2 separate regions of the Mus musculus genome follow, and region 1 is linked to region 2. A link is a contact called in public promoter capture Hi-C data. All regions are on one chromosome and are shown on one strand. The core of a region is the stretch at or near the end of the contact, and the rest is flanking DNA. Distances in the headings are between cores, read along the strand shown.

What was found. Capture Hi-C pulls out chosen DNA fragments and counts their contacts.
Region 1: a contact with region 2 is called in a promoter capture Hi-C map of adipose tissue. The contact joins two enhancer-like sites. A contact is called at or near these places in 9 of 39 promoter capture datasets (the C10 cell line, cranial neural crest, embryonic stem cells and 5 more), 2 of 15 datasets of contacts at CTCF or cohesin (large pre-B cells and pro-B cells), 72 of 484 Hi-C or Micro-C datasets (the 4T1 cell line, B cells, CD8 T cells and 40 more), 40 of 115 datasets of contacts at active chromatin or transcription factors (the 230-238 cell line, the HPC-7 cell line, T-cell acute lymphoblastic leukemia and 21 more) and 3 of 9 other capture datasets (adipose tissue, liver and pancreatic islet).

What each region holds. Positions count from the first base shown.
Region 1 is chr4:133,648,716-133,653,412 of GRCm38.p6, reverse strand. It overlaps the pseudogene Gm13213. Among named protein-coding and RNA genes, the nearest start is that of Zdhhc18, 18 kb to the right of the region's middle. Within about 2 kb of position 3,217, at least 75 of the 459 cell types and tissues checked have an H3K27ac peak or open chromatin away from gene starts, as enhancers often do. A contact at or near this core is called in B cells, CD8 T cells, the HPC-7 cell line and 8 more, where this site is marked.
Region 2 is chr4:133,803,078-133,808,227 of GRCm38.p6, reverse strand. Gm34296 reads left to right here. Exons shown (of 4, transcript XM_030253992.1): 3 at 3,098-3,140. Among named protein-coding and RNA genes, the nearest start is that of Gm25270, 7.9 kb to the right of the region's middle. Within about 2 kb of position 3,622, at least 72 of the 459 cell types and tissues checked have an H3K27ac peak or open chromatin away from gene starts, as enhancers often do. A contact at or near this core is called in B cells, CD8 T cells, the HPC-7 cell line and 8 more, where this site is marked.

The sequences.
Region 1 (4,697 bases), core at 1,968-4,467, 150 kb after region 2:
TCTCTTTTCTTTCCCTCTTCCTCCTCCTCCTCTTCCCCTTTTTCTTTCTTCTTGGGGATTGAACCCAAAATCTTTTGTAAGAAAAAAATTATTGGGGGTGGGTGGGGTGGCTTCTTGAGTGAAGGCACTGGCTTCCTGACTGGAAGACCTGAGTTCAACCCCTGGTGGTACCCACGGAAGGGACAACTGACCTCCACACATGTGCCATGGCACCCCCCCCCCCCCGCAAGATGAAATAACAGGTCTTGAGGCTTTTTGGTTTTGCCTTGAAGTGCTCACTGCGGCCTAGCATGGGAGCACATACTTTAATCCCAGCGCTTGGGAGGCAGAGGCAGTTTGAAGACAGTCTGATCTACAGAGTGAGAATTCGAGGAGAGCCAAAGGTACACAGAAAAACTGTCACAAAACCCTGGGGTGTGGGGAGTCCTCATTGTGGAGCCCAGGCTAGCCTGGCACTTGTCATTCGATTTTAGCCTCCTGAGCGCTAGGATTAGAGGGTGCCAGCCTTGCCTCTAATCACGCTCACTAAACATACGTTCCTGCTCCACCCCTGCCAGCTCCTCCACAGCTTTTCTTTCCCTTTGTAGCACTGGAACCATTTGATTTCTTGTGTTTGTGTGCGCATGCACTGCGCACCTTCATGTGGAGGCCGCCAGGGCCAACCTTTTTTTATTTCAGGTGGGAGTCATGAAGCTTGTGAGTCTCTTCTAGGCAGAGATGCTAATCACACAGGAGGAATAGAAAAGGGTTATCCCATCTGAGGATATGAGGATGCCTTCTCTCTCTCTCTCTCTCTCTCTCTCTCTCTCTCTCTCTCTCTCTCTCTCTCTCTCTCTCTCATTCTCTCCTCTTTCTCCCCCCCCCACCCCCTGCCTGACTCCTATATGCACACACACACAGAGAGAGAGAGAGAGAGAGAGAGAGAGAGAGAGAGAGAGAGAGAGAGAGAGAGAAGGGTTTCTAGGAATTGACTCTCTCCTAATACCAGTAGATCCCAGAGATCAAAAGCAGGTCATGAGGTTAGTGGCAAAAAGCATCTTTCACCCCACCGAGCCATCTCCCTGACCCAGAAGTTTCTGTCTCCCTTACATTGTAGTCGAGTGCAGGTTTGGGAACAGGGGCCTGTCCTTGTCAGGACCTAGGGAAGCCATTCCTTGTTTTGTGACTGACTTAGCCCTGCCCTGGCTTCCCAGGCTCCTTGCTTGCTGAGCATTGAAAGGTCAGCCCAGCCCAGAGGACCTTCCACTGAGCAGGACTGTCAGTCAGGAGGCCACCCTTACAGCAAGAGAAGGAAAGGGGGTGATCATAAATAATTTCGTCGTTTAACCATGTTCCAAATATTGCACAGGACATGACTTATGCTGAGAAATTCTTGGTTGTTTATCTGAAATTCAAATCCTGCACTTTTCCTAGCTAAACCTGGCAGTCCCTACGAGGAAGTGAAGCTTGGCCCAGCGCTCAGGAAGATGGAGTCTCGGATCTTTGTATGTCAGTGTCTCTCTGAGCCAAATACCTGTTTTTCCCTACAGAATACATTTACCTCAAGTCCCATGTAAACCTGGTACTAAGCACAGAGTCCCGCAATCAGCTTCAGGGGCAGTTACTGCTGGCATTGACGCATTAAACAAATCCTCTCCTCTTCACGGACGGGCGTACTCAGTGTCCATGGTGGGGAGGAAGAAAGGGTAAAGTGGGGTCAGACTGCCAATCAGAAAAGGGAAGCAGGGAAAGCTGGGGCTTCTGGTCAAAAGCTTGTTAATCTTCACTGCTCAGGCAAAGCAAGACTGCCCCAGGGACTGGGGACAGGACTGGACTCGGGGACAGCTCCTGATTGGACCCTGATTTCCCTATTGGAAGGAGTCCTTGGCCCGTTGTCTGTTTTGGCTCCCTCCCCCCCACCTTCCTGAACACGGACTTCTGTAAGTTGTGCCTTGACGACTCTCCTCCTTGGCAAATGTCCAGTTTTCGCCAATAGCTCCCTATATGAGGGTCTACTGTTAATTTTAGGGTTCAGCCAGCTGGAGGCTGGGTGGGGTTGGGGGCTAAAATTTGCTTTTGAGGACTGACAGTGGCCATGTACAGCCAAGCCTAAGGCCTTGAGTTCAGTCCCAGGAATCCATGGGGCGAAAGAAGAAGAAAGCCAAGCCCTGGGGGCTGGAGAGATGGCTCAGCAGGTAAGAGCACCAACTGCTTTTCCGAAGGTCCTGAGTTCAAATCCCAGCAACCATATGGTGGCTCACAGCCATCCATAAGGAGATCTGATGCCCTCTTCTGGAGTGTCTGCAGACAGCTACAGTGTACTTACATATAATAAATAAAAACAACAACAACAAAACAAAAAACAAGCCCTGTAAATTGTCCTTCAACTGCCACATGGGCACAGATGGGAAGGGACACATATGGAGACACACAATAAATAATTAAATGTAATTTTATTTTTTCTTTATTTATTTTTCTTTCTTTTTTATTTTTTGGTTTTACCGAGACAGGGTTTCTCTGTATAGCCCTGGCTGTCCTAGAACTCACTTTGTAGACCAGGCTGGCTTCGAACTCAGAAATCTGCCTGCCTCTGCCTCCCGGGTGCTGGGATTAAATGCATGTGCCACCACACCCAGCTCCTAAATGTAATTTAAAAACAGGATTTATGTATTTATTTTATGTATGTGAGTACACACCAGAAGAGGACATCAGATTCCATTACAGGTAGTTGTGAGCCACCATGTGGTTGCTGGGAATTGAACTCAGGACCTCTGGAAGAGCAGTCGGTGCTCTTAACTGCTGAGCCATCTCTCTAGCCCCATTAAATGTACTTTTGAATTGCAAATATAATCTTTTACATTTTAATTATATGAGAATTTTGCCTGCATGTGCACCATATACATGCAAGTGCCCAGAATGGCCAGAAGAGGGCGTCAATCCCCTGGAACTGGAGTTATAGACAGCTGTAGTAAGCCACCTTGTAGGTGTTAGGAATTAAACCTCTGCCCTCTGGAAAAAAAAAACAACTGTCCAGCTCCATATACATATTACAAATACCTCTCTTCTGCTAATTACTATGTTTTTTGTTTGTTTAGCTCTGTGCTCCAAAATATTTTTGGAGATAGATACTGGAGCACTGCACAGAAAAATTGTGTAACTGGTGCCAGCAGCCTCTGTGTTAGGCTGTGCCAGTAAAGGCCACGAGAGGGCAATAGTGAGGCCAGAGGAAGAAGGGAGGCGTTGGCTCCTTCAACTGGCTTCCTGTTCCTGTGAGGGTCCTAATACTCCTCTCCTGTAGCTGCAGGTCCTTCCTGCCCTTGCTGTGGAATGAACTTTGGACATGTGTTTCCCCAGCAACAGTCACAGAAACAGCTCCATAGCATCCCACACGGAGACAGCAGCATCTAGCTAGTCTGCGTCCCTGTCCCCGGCAAGTACAGAGACAGCCGGCAAGAACACTAGATGTTTCCAGTGTCCGAAGGGCTCTGTCCAGCCCCTCCAGATGTCACAGGTTCAGTAACTCCAAACTCTTGGGTTTACTCTCTGATCTAGACAGTATAGATGCGTCTTGCTTGTTCATGTCCTTTTAATTGGGTGGGGGGAGCGTATTCATTTTCTTTTATCTACATATGAATCTTTTGCCTGCATATAAACCAGGCTAGCCTCAAACTCAGAGATCCACCTTATTTATGACTCCCGAGTGCTGGGATTAAAAGTGTGCGTCAGCCGGGCAGTGGTGGTGCATGCCTTTCATCCCAGCGCTTGGGAGGAAGAGGCAGGTGGATTTCTGAGTTCTCTCTGCTGGAGAGATGGCTCAGTGGTTAAGAGCACTGACTGCTCTTCCAGAGGTCCTGAGTTCAATTCCTAGCAACCACATGGTGGCTCACAACCATCTGTAATGGGATCTGATGCCCTCTTCTGGTGTGTCTGAGGACAACTAGAGTGTACTCATGTACATAGAATAAATATATAATTCTTTTTAAAAAAACTGTTTACACAAGCAGGAAAGAAATTGTAATTAAATTTATTTATTTGTGTGTGTGTGTGCCACTGAAGGGCACATGGTGGGTGACTTGGGTCTGTCCTGCTATCATATGGGCCTTGGGCATCAATTTTGGGCTCAAGTGCTTTCATGTGCCAAGCTATCTCACTGGCTCTGATGAAAACATTTTTAATAAGTTCATAGCCTAAGTATAGAGCATCAGTTCTCAACCTATGATCGGGTCATGACCCTTTTACAAGGGCTACATATCAGATATCCAGCATGTCAGATATTTACATTATGATTCATAACAGTAGCAAAATTATAGTTGTGAAGTAGCAAAAAATAATGTAATGGTTGGGGTCACCACAACATGAGGAACTGTATTAAAGACATTAGGAAGGTTGAGAACCATTCATCTAGAATGTTCATAAAACCTCTAGGGCTATCTAGAAGGGTCCTGGCCCTTGACACCTCTCAAGGTTCATTCTCTAATTCACCTAGAGTGACTCTCGGTCCTCATGGTAATTTGATAGATATGGCCCCATAGACTCATGTGTTTGAATGCTTGGCCCATAGGGAGTGGCACTATTAGGAGGTGTGGCCTTGTTGGGGCTGTGGGGGCTTCCTTTGAGATCTCCTATGCTCAAGGTATGCCAGTGTGAGATACAATGTCCCCCTGCTGCCTGCTGACAGATGGAGAAGTCTCAGCTATTTCTCCAGCACCACGTCTGCC
Region 2 (5,150 bases), core at 2,373-4,872:
TGATTTATTTTTATTATGTGTGTTGGAGTTTGGCTTGCATGTATGTCCATGTGAGGGTGAAAAAAACCTTCCTTTTATTTTACATCTCAATTTTATTTTAGAGTGTTTTTTTTTGTTTTTGTTTTTTGTTTGCCCCCCCCCCCCAAGACAGGGCTTCTCTGTATAGCCCTGGCTGTCCTGGAATTCACTTTGTAGACCAGGCTGGCCTCGAACTCAGAAATCTGCCTGCCTCTACCTCCCAAGTGCTGGGATTAAAGGCGTGCGCCACCACGCCCGGCTTGATTGATTAGTCTTTCTTGACTTGAGCATCTTAAAACCATTTCTCCTTTTGCTCACAACTATGTCTTTTTGAGTTATAGTTAGCCTTTCTCCATTGCTGAGAAATTTTTTTTAACACTAAGAACTGAAATGATAATGTGAATAATAGAGTGGAGTCTTAGAGAGACAAGGGCGTTCTTGGTGTCCAGGAGAGATAGTAAAAAATCACAACACTATTAGCCATGCAGGACTTAAAATTTTCTCATCCAAAGAGCCCACAGATTAGGTAGGGTGGTGAGATGGCTCTGCAGGTAGAGACACTTACAGCCACACCTGGTTGTCCAAGTGGCAGAAGGAAAGAACTGATTTCTTCAAGCTGTCCTCTGACCCCTCCACATGTATGTGCGAGTGTGTGTGTGTGTGTGTGTGTGTGTGTGTGTGTGTGTGTGTGTGTAAAAATCTCAGATAATTTCATATCACTTTACAGTTGTTGCAGACATACTACTAGATCCTGGCTGTGATTTATTTTTTAGGATTTATTTTTTTGCATGTAAATATTTTGCCTGCATGTGTATCTGTGGACCACATGTGTGTCCAAGGAGATTTACTTATTTTATATGTATGAGTGTTTTGCCTATATGTGTGTGTGTGTTTACACCTTGTGCCTAAGGAGCTTAGAAGACAGTATTGGATTCTTTGGATAGAGTTACAGACAGTGGTGAACTGAACCTGGGTCCTGGAGGAGCAGCCGGTGCTCTTAACAACTGAGGCATATTTCCAGCCTCCCCACCCCGCCCCCCCCATTTTAATAGGTCAATAAAGGCCTGTGCTATGTGTGTAGCACATGCCTTCAATCCTAGCTCTTGTGAGGTAGATGGGAGAGGAGGGTCAGCAGCCAAGGCCGCCTTCAGCTGCTCAGTGGGTTCAGTTTGCAAGGGTTCCCTTCTACTGTGTGAGTCCTGGGTATAGAACTTGGGTTGCTAGCCTGGCAACAAGCCCCTTTTCCTGCTGAGACACCTCACTGGCCCAGAAATTTGTAATTTTTTCTCTATTTGTTTTTTGAGGCAGGGTTTCTCTGGGCAACAGCCCTCGCCATCCTGGATCTCACTACATAGAGTAGACTGGCTGGCCTTGAAGTCCCAGAGATCGGCTGGCTTCTGTCTCTCTAGTGCTGGGATCAAAGGCGTGCATCATCATGCCTAGCCAAATTTGTTAATCTTTTGGTAACTTTTTAATATGATACAGGAGAGTTTCAGAAGTTATGCTTTATTCAAAATAATAGTAATGATTTATAAATCTAAAATAAAATTGTAGTGAACCATAATTATAAATATATATTTTTATAAATGTATAAGAGAGAGTCTTCCTGACAGTGAGTAATAAATCTGTGGGGGTCCATGACCCTTTTTCACAGGGTCAATTAAGACCATTGGAAAGCAGAGATTTACATTATGATTCATAACAATAGCAAAATTACAGTTATGAGGTAGCAACAAAAATAATTTTATGGGTAGGGGTCACCTTGACACAGGGATCCATATTAAAGGGCCTAAGCCTTAGGAAGGTTCCGTAAAAGGACGAAATCAGTCTGGGATGCTCAAAGCAGTGGATGACAGGGGTTGATTTTGCACATTTGCAAGGCAGTATGTTTTTCCATAGGTTACTAAATAATTACATAAGGAAAATAGTGGGAGAAACTCAGTAGTACCTCCCTGGTCAAGTCATCAAACCTAATGTCCCTCTTGTTGGGACAAACTGACTAAATATGCCACTATAAGAAGTCATGAGGGCTGGCGAGATGGCTCAGTGGTTAAGAGCACTGACTGCTCTTCCAAAGGTCCCAAGTTCAAATCCCAGCAACCACATGGTGGCTCACAACCATCCGTAACAAAATCTGATGCCCTCTTCTGGAGTGTCTGAAGTCAGCCACAGAGTACTTACATATAATAAATAAATAAATCTAAAAAAAAAAAAAAGAAGAAGAAGAAGAAGAAGTCATAAGGGGGCTGGAGAGATTTCTCAGAGTTGAGAGCACTTGCTGATAACTTGGTGTTGTGTTGCATGCCTTTGATCTCAGCACTTAGGCAGGCAGAGACAGTGAGTTGGAGGCCAGCCTGGTCTATGTATAGTGAGTTCCAGGGCAACCAAGGCTACACAGAGAAACCCTGTCTCAAAACAACAACAACAACAACAACAACAACAACAACAACAACAGGCATCCGAAGACTGACATCCTTCAGTACCAGGATCTGCACCGATCTACATTCATGTAATTAAAAATAAAAGAGGCCATGAGGTCATGGCATTGCTGCAGTGGTAATTCTACCAGAAACGCACATGCTTTATCTAGTCACGAGGAAATGTCAAATAAACCCCACTGAGAGCCATTTTATAAACTAACTGACCGGTACTGTTCAAACACGTCATGAAGGTCAGAAAACCGAAAAGAAAAGTCTGGGGAACTGGGCAAGACTTAAGGAGACAAATGGATCGCAAAAACTAAAGGTGATGGTGATCGCGTGGATTTGGTTCTGGAGCAGGAAAAATGGTGGCTTAATGATGTTGTTAGGACGACTGACGGAATCTAAGAGGAGCCACGAGGTTGAATAGCTGTATAGCAAACGCTGTTAGATTGTTGTACAATGCTGTGGTTACGTGAAGGAATAATGTTCTTGGTAGAGAGAGAAGTAAAAGCATATGATGTTCCTCTAGTCAAACAGTTCAGAAAAAAAAAATGTGCAAATATTTGTAACTATGTTTGTAAAGACAGAAAGCAAAACCAAACAGAACAAAATGGAAACAACTTAGGATTTGAATTTTTTTTTTTTTTCCTTTTCAGATAGTCTTACAGCCCAGCCTGGTCTGGAAGTCACTGAGGAACTGTGAGTGCCCCTGAACTCCCTGATACTTCTCCTTCCACTTCCCTTGCAGGTGCAAAACTGGAGATTTTTGAAAACTGTTCACGTGTTCAAGATCACCCAGCAGAGCCGGGCGTGGTGGCGCACACCTTTAATCCCAGCACTCGGGAGGCAGAGGCAGGCGGATCTCTGAGTTCGAGGCCAGCCTGGTCTACAGAGTGAGTTTCAGGACAGCCAGGGCTATACAGAGAAACCCTGTCTCGAAAAACCAGCAGCTATTGGAGGAGTCGGGGCAAACCCCAGCTCTCCAGACATTGGTCACAACAGCAACTGATTCCATCAACGTTTGCATTTGGATGGCAAAAGTTGAGCTGCCCTGAAACTTCTCTTTTCAGTTTTTTTGTTTTTTTGTTTTTTTAGTTCCTTTTAGCTGGTTCCTTCTAGAGAACTCCAGAGTGCTGTAACTAAACGTTTCTTGTTTCTTTCAGTTCCCTCATGAGGACGAGGCAGGGATGGGTTCGATGATTCTGAGCCCTGCAGTTGGCACGCCCCTTTCCTCTCATAGGCTCCCCACTGCACCACTGCCAGCCCTTTCCTGCTTACTCTTGGTGGCTTTTTTGTGTGGTACTGTTTGTCTTCTTTCACAGAGGGATGAATTTAATCAGATACCACCTCCATTTTTTTTTTTTTTTTTCGAGACAGGGTTTCTCTGTATAGCCCTGGCTGTCCTGGAACTCACTGTGTAGGATTTGAACTCATATATAACCACCACCTGCCTCTGCCTCTAGAGCATGGTGGTCAAAGGCATGCACCACCACACCCAACGAGGCTACTCTAGTTCCTTCTCTTTTTCTTAAATTGTTATTTATTTTTCTATTTTTCTTTTCTTTTTGTTTTCAGGTTTTTTTGCTTTTTTTTTCTCTTCTTTCTTTTTTTGTTTGTTTGTTTGTTTTTGTTTTTGAAATAGAGTTTCTCTGTGTAGCCCTGGCTGTCCTGGAACTCACTCTGTAATCCAGGCTGACCTCAAACTCAGAGATCACCCTGCCTCTAATAACTCCTGAGTGCTGTTATTAAAGGTGTGCACCTGTATATATGTGTATGCATGCCATGGTGTGTATGTGGGAGTCAGGGGACAACTAGGAATTGGTTCTCTCTTTCATCCTGTGGGCTGTTGGGACTAAAGTCGTCAGGCTAGGCAGTAAATGCCTTTACCAATGAGCAAAGCCTGGGATCAATCACTAGGCCTTCATCATGCTAAACTCCAGGATTATGCCTCTCCCTCCTCCCTCCTCTAGTGTCCATTTTGGAAAAAAAAAAAAGAAAAAGAAAAAGAAAGGTCCTACACTGGGTGTTGGTGGCACACACCTTTAGTTCCAGCATCTAGGAGACAGAGGCAGATCAATCCCTTGAGTTTGAGGTCAGCCCTGTCTACAGAGTGAGTTCTAGGACAGTCAGGACTTCATGGACAAATCCTGTTTTGAAAAAAGAAAAGAAAGAAAGAAAGAAAGAGAAAAAGAAAAGGAAAAAGAAAAAGAAAGAAAGCCATCTATACACTAAGCAAGCACTCTACCACTGAGTCTCATCACAGGCTATCCCCATATTCCTTATTCCTTTCTTCTTCTTTTTCTTCTTCTTTTTCTTCTTCCTTCTTCTTCTTCTTCTTCTTCTTCTTCTTCTTCTTCTTCTTCTTCTTCTTCTTCTTCTTCTTGTTCTTCTTGTTCTTCTTGTTCTTCTTGTTCTTCTTCTTCTTGTTCTTCTTCTTCTTCTTCTTCTTCCTCCTCCTCCTCCTCCTCCTCCTCCTCCTCCTCCTCCTCCTCCTCCTCCTCCTCCTCCTCCTCCTCCTCCTCCTCCTCCTCCTCCTTCTTCTTCTTCTTCTTCTTCTTCTTCTTCTTCTTCTTCTTCGTTTTTTTGAGACAGGATTTCTCTGTATAGCCCTGGCTGTCCTGGAACTCACTCTGTAGACCAGGCTGGCCTCAAACTCAGAAATCTGCTTGCCTCTGCCTCCCGAGTGCTGGGCTATCTTTGTTTTTTTTT